2 separate regions of the Triticum aestivum genome follow, and region 1 is linked to region 2. The links are chromatin contacts, called in public Hi-C maps. All regions are on one chromosome and are shown on one strand. Each heading gives the region's core, a stretch centred on a gene start, on an enhancer-like site or on the middle of the called end of the contact. The rest is flanking DNA. Distances are from core to core; before and after follow the strand shown.

Evidence for each region. Hi-C and Micro-C count contacts between places; a contact is called where the count stands out from the background.
Region 1: a contact with region 2 is called in a Hi-C map of leaf, with 2.9 times the contacts expected there. The contact joins the enhancer-like site here to the promoter of LOC123072055 in region 2. A contact is called at or near these places in 3 of 5 Hi-C or Micro-C datasets (leaf and root).

Annotation. Positions count from the first base shown.
Region 1 is chr3B:733,606,766-733,609,599 of IWGSC CS RefSeq v2.1, forward strand. No RefSeq gene overlaps it. Among protein-coding and RNA genes, the nearest start is that of LOC123072055, 44 kb to the left of the region's middle. Within about 2 kb of position 1,371, at least 8 of the 8 cell types and tissues checked have an H3K27ac peak or open chromatin away from gene starts, as enhancers often do. A contact at or near this core is called in leaf and root, where this site is marked.
Region 2 is chr3B:733,563,332-733,566,488 of IWGSC CS RefSeq v2.1, forward strand. LOC123072055 (transcription factor TCP20) reads left to right here and starts at 1,266. Exons shown (of 2, transcript XM_044495614.1): 1 at 1,266-3,127. The coding sequence starts at 1,780. The coding sequence ends at 2,829.

The DNA of each region.
Region 1 (2,834 bases), core at 121-2,620, 44 kb after region 2:
TGTCGACTTGAGGACGAAGTGAACGCGTCCGGCGAGGCCTGCAGAGGCGACTAAGGCGATGACGGTGCAGTCGCGTGTGCTTGCTTTAGGAGCTGGTGCGCCGCTAGGAGCTGGGAGCCTTGCCAATTTGCCATCCGGTTGACGCACCAATTTTTTTACAGAGGAAGGAGCTCGAGAAGCCATCCCGCCGGGGTTCAAGAAGAGTACGAAGGCGAGGGGTCACGCAGAGTGGGCGCAACAGTAGTACATCATGCGACACAAGGTACTTCATGTACCATGCTGGGTTTGGCTCCCTCGTGGTTGGCTGCTCGTTGGTGCTACCACGAGGTCGACGAGTGGTTTGGGCGCGACGCGCGATGGCAGAAGGATCGGAGGAGGACAGGAACCGTGCCGACCTGGCACCTGCAATCTGCCCAGTAACTAAAACCGCTTGAAAAACCAGTCTAGTAGGTGTGAGGGGGTGATTCACCTGGTTTGGGAAAGATCAGGGGGTTATTTACCCGGTTTTAGACTTCGGGCAGTAAATTGTTCGTTTCATGAAACCTCGGGGGGTTACGTGGACTTCTTTCTGCTGGACGCAGACAGAAGTTTTTCACTGGAGAAGCATTGTACAGGTTTCAGACTTCCTCACAAAATAGTTTGCCTGAACGCAAACGTGTCATGTCTGTTCAACTAGGATTACTCACAGCTAGAATCAAGATCATGTTCGACTAGGATTACTCACAGCTAAAATCAAGACCTAAGACCGCACAGCAGGCCTCCACATGGGAGGTTGAAGAGAGAGAAAAGCAACCACACAAGATCCATGACTTCGGACAGCTTTCCTCTGGTGATTGTGATTGAAACTGCCAAGTTCGTGGCCGCCTGCGCAACAAGCACAGACGCAATTCTGCCGCCTGAATCCACTGCGTGAGACGAGACGAGAGGAGGGGGGACGCTAGCCGGACCTGCGGGGAGGTGTGGGCGACGTCGACGCCCCGAGAGATGAGAGCGAGAAGGTGCTTGAGCGCGTCGATCTTGTCGTCGTCGAAGCCGGAGTCGAGGAGCGCCGGGATGGCGGCGCCGTCCGGGTCGTCCTACAGGTGCGCGTCCGCCACACTGCCCACGACGTTGCCGCGCCGCTGGCCCCCATCCCGCACATCTCCGAATCAGACTCTCTATAGGCGGCGAGGCTGCGCGGCGCGGATCTTGCGTGCCCGAGCTCCCTCGTCGAACGCGGCGGCAAGGCGGCGCGACGCGGATCTTGGCAGCCGTCGCGTTTCGCCGGGTCCGTCTCGTTCACGGGAGCGCGATGGGTACACATGGAGCGGGCCGAAACTCGTATAACCTGGGCCGTCCACGAGAGGGACTGGGTCATATTTTTCTGTGGGCTTGGAAGAAATATAGGGGAGTGCCGGTTCACTCAACTAGCTCCCGCTAGCGCACCTTGTGGGCCAGCCCAGGCACACGCAGGAGAATTGTAGCGCGAAAAACCTCCAAATTTTTTGCTCCGCTGAGGATTCGCACCGATTCTTTACAGTGCACAGTGCCTTACAACTCGAGCTACAAGGAACTATTCAATGATTACAGCGTGAAATGTTCGAAGCCGTGCTATTTCTTGCACATACATTTCAGAAAAACGAAAGTGATTTTCTGGAAAAAAAATCGAACCAACTTTTTAGAAATAATGAATTAGAAAAAAGTTGAAATTTTAAAAAGTTGATCCGATTTTAAAACATCATCGAATTAAAAAAAAATTCATCAAATTTTAAAAATTCATTAAACGTAATTCTTTTATTGATTTTGAAAAAAAGTTCATCAAATTTGAAAAATGTTCATCAAATTTGAAAAATGTTCATCAAATTTGGAAAAATTATCAATATTGAAAAAAGTTCACCAATGTTTTTATAAATAATCTAATTTAAAACATTCATAAATTTCGAAAAAAGATTCACAAAAATTGAAAAAAATGCGCATTAAAGAAAACAAAAAAGAATGAACAGTAAAAGATAGAAAAACAAAAAACTGAAGAACTAAATAAAAGAAAGAAGCAAAGTACGTTTGCACGAGCGAGGAGATAGCCTGGTGGTTCGAGAATAGCCCTCGCAATGAAGGCGTCACGGGTTTGAACCCATGTGCCTGCGCCTTTTTTACCTTTCTGGAAAAAGGAACAAAAATAGAAATGGGCCGGGCACAGTAGACGCGGCAGCAGGAACCGTTTAGCAGAAATATAGAGCGGTTATTACTCTTTCTACTAACCAGTGCGTGCAGCGCCAAGTTGGATTCGCCGAAATATAGTGAGCCAATGCGAAGGTGTGAGGGCATTGATCTGAACCACGACAACTATATCTCGCTTATGGCAAGAATATCAACCATCTCGTCTGAAGCTTTTCCCTAAACCCTACAGTATTGGGCCATCATGTTCGTCCTCTCGCTAAGTTTGATGCGTTCACTTCGTTTTTTTCCTTTTTTCCTTTTTCTTTTTCTTTCGGTTTTCTCTATTTCTTTTATTGTTTTCGGTTATCTGTGTTTCTCCTGTTTATTGATTTCATCATTTTTTCATTTCTTTATTCATTTCCCTGATTTTTTTACTTTCCTTTGTTTTCTTTACTTTTCTTAGTTTCTTTCCTGGTTTTTTCTTTCTTTTCCTTTTTTCTTCATTTTTCCTTATTCTACCTTTTGTTTGCTTCTTTTTCTTTTTTTGCAGTGGGTTTCCTTTGATTTTCTTTTGTTTCTTTCTCGGGTTTTAATTATACTTATGTTTTCTCTGTTTTTTTTCTCTGTTTCCTTTGCTTCCTTATGTTTCCTCGTCACTTTTTATCATTTTTGCTCTCTCCTCAACACATATCTAACAC
Region 2 (3,157 bases), core at 16-2,515:
GTTTAGATAATACTACGACCCAAGGTGGATATATAGCATCTTGGACCATTGATGCGTTTCTAAGTAACAACAAACTAGTGTTTTGATACTTTATCTGATCCTGAATGTAAGTTTATAGGTCACGGCATATCATCTTACGAAAAAGGTATATACGCTATGAAAGTAATTTTTTGTAAACCAAATAATGATACAAGTTTGATGTTTAAGATATTATTAGGGCATCTTTTGTTCGTTCTAAAGATGCAAAATAGATACATCAAGCTCATTCAAATCCTACTGTGTTTTTCATTTGTTTGACCGTGTCACAGAAAAACAATAGATATTTTCAAGAGGTCTGAGTGCACAATTAAATTTCCTTCAAAATGTTGTGTGAATGAATTCTTAAATCTAAGGATTTGAATCCTCTAAATTTTGTTTGAAAATATTTTGAATGAGAGAGACCCTACAACTTTTTTTAATTAAGATTTTTTTTTGGCAGATAAATCAGATGTTTGTCTGGTAAAACTTTAGATGGAGTAACATTCGGTTTCGTTTGAAATCTGCAACATGAATCTCTACTATTAAACGAAAGTTGGTGGTCGTACGCCCGATGTAGAGGTTGCAATAACTAAATCCAATCAAATCAAATCTTTTGCAGCCCCTTCAACGATAGATGCAATGTAATTGCATTAACGCAATCAAATCAAATCAAACCATTATAGCTATATGCCAGACATGAGCAAACAAATAAAATCAAATCTTTTACATTAACTCAATCCAATCAAATCATTTTCTACATTAGAATATGGTGGGTTTAAAGTATATGTTGCACACGATTAATGTTGAACCTACAGAATATGTATGGCTCCATTGCAACACACGGACAATTAGCCAGTGCCACGCGTGTCTCAAAATGTGTGTCATAAAACGTGTTGCATTTTGAGACAAGGGAGTATAAAATAAAAAGTGATGTTGTATTTCTCTCAAAGCAATCCAAAACTTTCTTTTTTTGCCAGTGAGCAATCCAAAACTTTCCTTTTTTTGCGAGTGAGCAATCCAAAACTTTGAGATACAAAAATCGTAGGCTGCAATACAGATATAAGCAGCCACGTGCCAGGACTCACAGGCTGTAGTATTCCAAATACTACAGCATAGCAGCTGTTGTTGGATGTAACAAAATGCCTGAATGCAGTTGTTGTCTGACAGCTTTCCTCCCCCTTTCCACCATTCCCCCATTTTACCCCGCCTGCCTCAGTCAGTCTCAGTCACCTCACTCAGTTGAGTTGTACCCCCACCAACCACAGCTTGAACTCCAAAAGAGGGCAGTAAAAATTACTACTCCACCAAAGCACTTCATCACTCAAGTTACTAGCCTAGATCCTAACCCTAACCCTGGACAAGATTAGCAGCTCCCAACACACCAAAGCTGAAAAAAGCTAAAAAAGCCAAGAAATGACAGCGGAGGAGGAGCAGCAGGAAAAGACATCGCAGGGGAGGAAGAAAGTCCGGTAAATCCAGAAAGTGGGCGTGGTATCTATCTATCTATCTATCTTTCCCTAGATTTTCTTATTCCCCCCTCCCCTATCTCTCTCTCCTCGGCGTCTTCTCTTCTCTCCCCATCGCCATCTGCGGTCCATTATTGGTCTCCTCCTCCCTTGTTCTTGCCTGGTTTTTGGGGAAGGGGAGGGAGGCGGGGAGGGCGATTTGGCAGGAGGAAGACGAAGAAGGAGAGGAGGAAAGCTGTTGATTTTGGGGGACGGACGGCAAGTTGGTGTGGTTGTTTTGCGTGTGGGTGTGGAGATGGACCCCAAGTTCCCCCCTCCCCCACCGCTAAACAAAGCGGAGCCCACCTCCGCGGCGACGGCCACCACCACCACCTCCTCCCCCTCCTCCACGCCCGCCCAGCACCACCAGCAGCAGCACCACCAGCAGCAGCAGCTGGATCGCGAGCAGTACCACCACCCGCCGGCGCAGGAGCAGCAGCAGCCGCCGCATCAGCAGCACCTGCAAATCCAGGTGCATCAGCAGCAGGAGGATGGGGGCGGGGGCGGGGGGAAGGAGCAGCAGCAGCAGCAGCAGCAGCAGGCGGTGGTGGCCGCGGCGGCGGCGGCGGGGGACCGGAGGGTGCAGGCGCTGGGGCCCAAGCGGAGCTCCAACAAGGACCGCCACACCAAGGTGGACGGCCGGGGGCGCCGGATCCGGATGCCGGCGCTCTGCGCCGCGCGGATCTTCCAGCTCACGCGCGAGCTCGGCCACAAGTCCGACGGCGAGACCGTGCAGTGGCTGCTGCAGCAGGCCGAGCCGGCCATCGTCGCCGCCACCGGCACGGGCACCATACCGGCGTCCGCGCTCTCCTCCGTCGCGCCCTCGCTCCCCTCGCCCACCTCCGCGCTCGCCGGCCGCCCGCACCACCACCACCACATGTGGGGGCCGCCGCCGGCCTCCGCGGGCTTCTCGCAGGCCGGCTTCATGAACTCCTCCGGCGCCGACGGCGGGGGCATCGGCGGCCTCATGCAGCGGATTGGCCTCCCCGCCGGGATCGAGCTGCCGGGCGGCGGCGCGGGGGGCATGGGTGGCCACATCGGGTTCGCGCCCATGTTCGCCGGCCACGCGGCCGCGGCCATACCGGGGCTGGAGCTCGGCCTGTCGCAGGAGGGCCACATCGGGGTGCTCAGCCAGTTCTACCACCAGGTCGGCGGCGCCGCCGGGGCCAGCGGGCAGCTGCAGCACCCGCACCCGCACCCCCACCAGCACCACCACCACGAACAGCAGCACCACCAGCAGCAGCAGCAGCAGGACGGGGAGGACGAGCGCGAGGACGGCGACTCCGAGGAGGAGTCCGGGCAGTAGCAGGCTGTTGTCCACTTGTTATCACCACATCTGTTTCTGTTAATTTCTGCAGAAGGAGAAACCAAGGAAGGAGAGAAAACTGTATGCACGCAGCTATGGCGACGCTTTGATTACCTTTAGGTTGTTGTTGTTCGTTTCTTGGGCTTGTGATGAGTTTTTAAGTCGATTTTTTTCACTTGTGGTGTCCAAACTCAAAAGAGGCTTCTTGCTCTGGGGTTTTAGTGGAATGGATCAGGGTCATCCTCAGTTCCTACTCCTGCTGCTCCTTTGATCATCGCCAGAATTCCCTCCGGTTCAGGTAAAATCCATGATCCTTTTCCGCATTCCG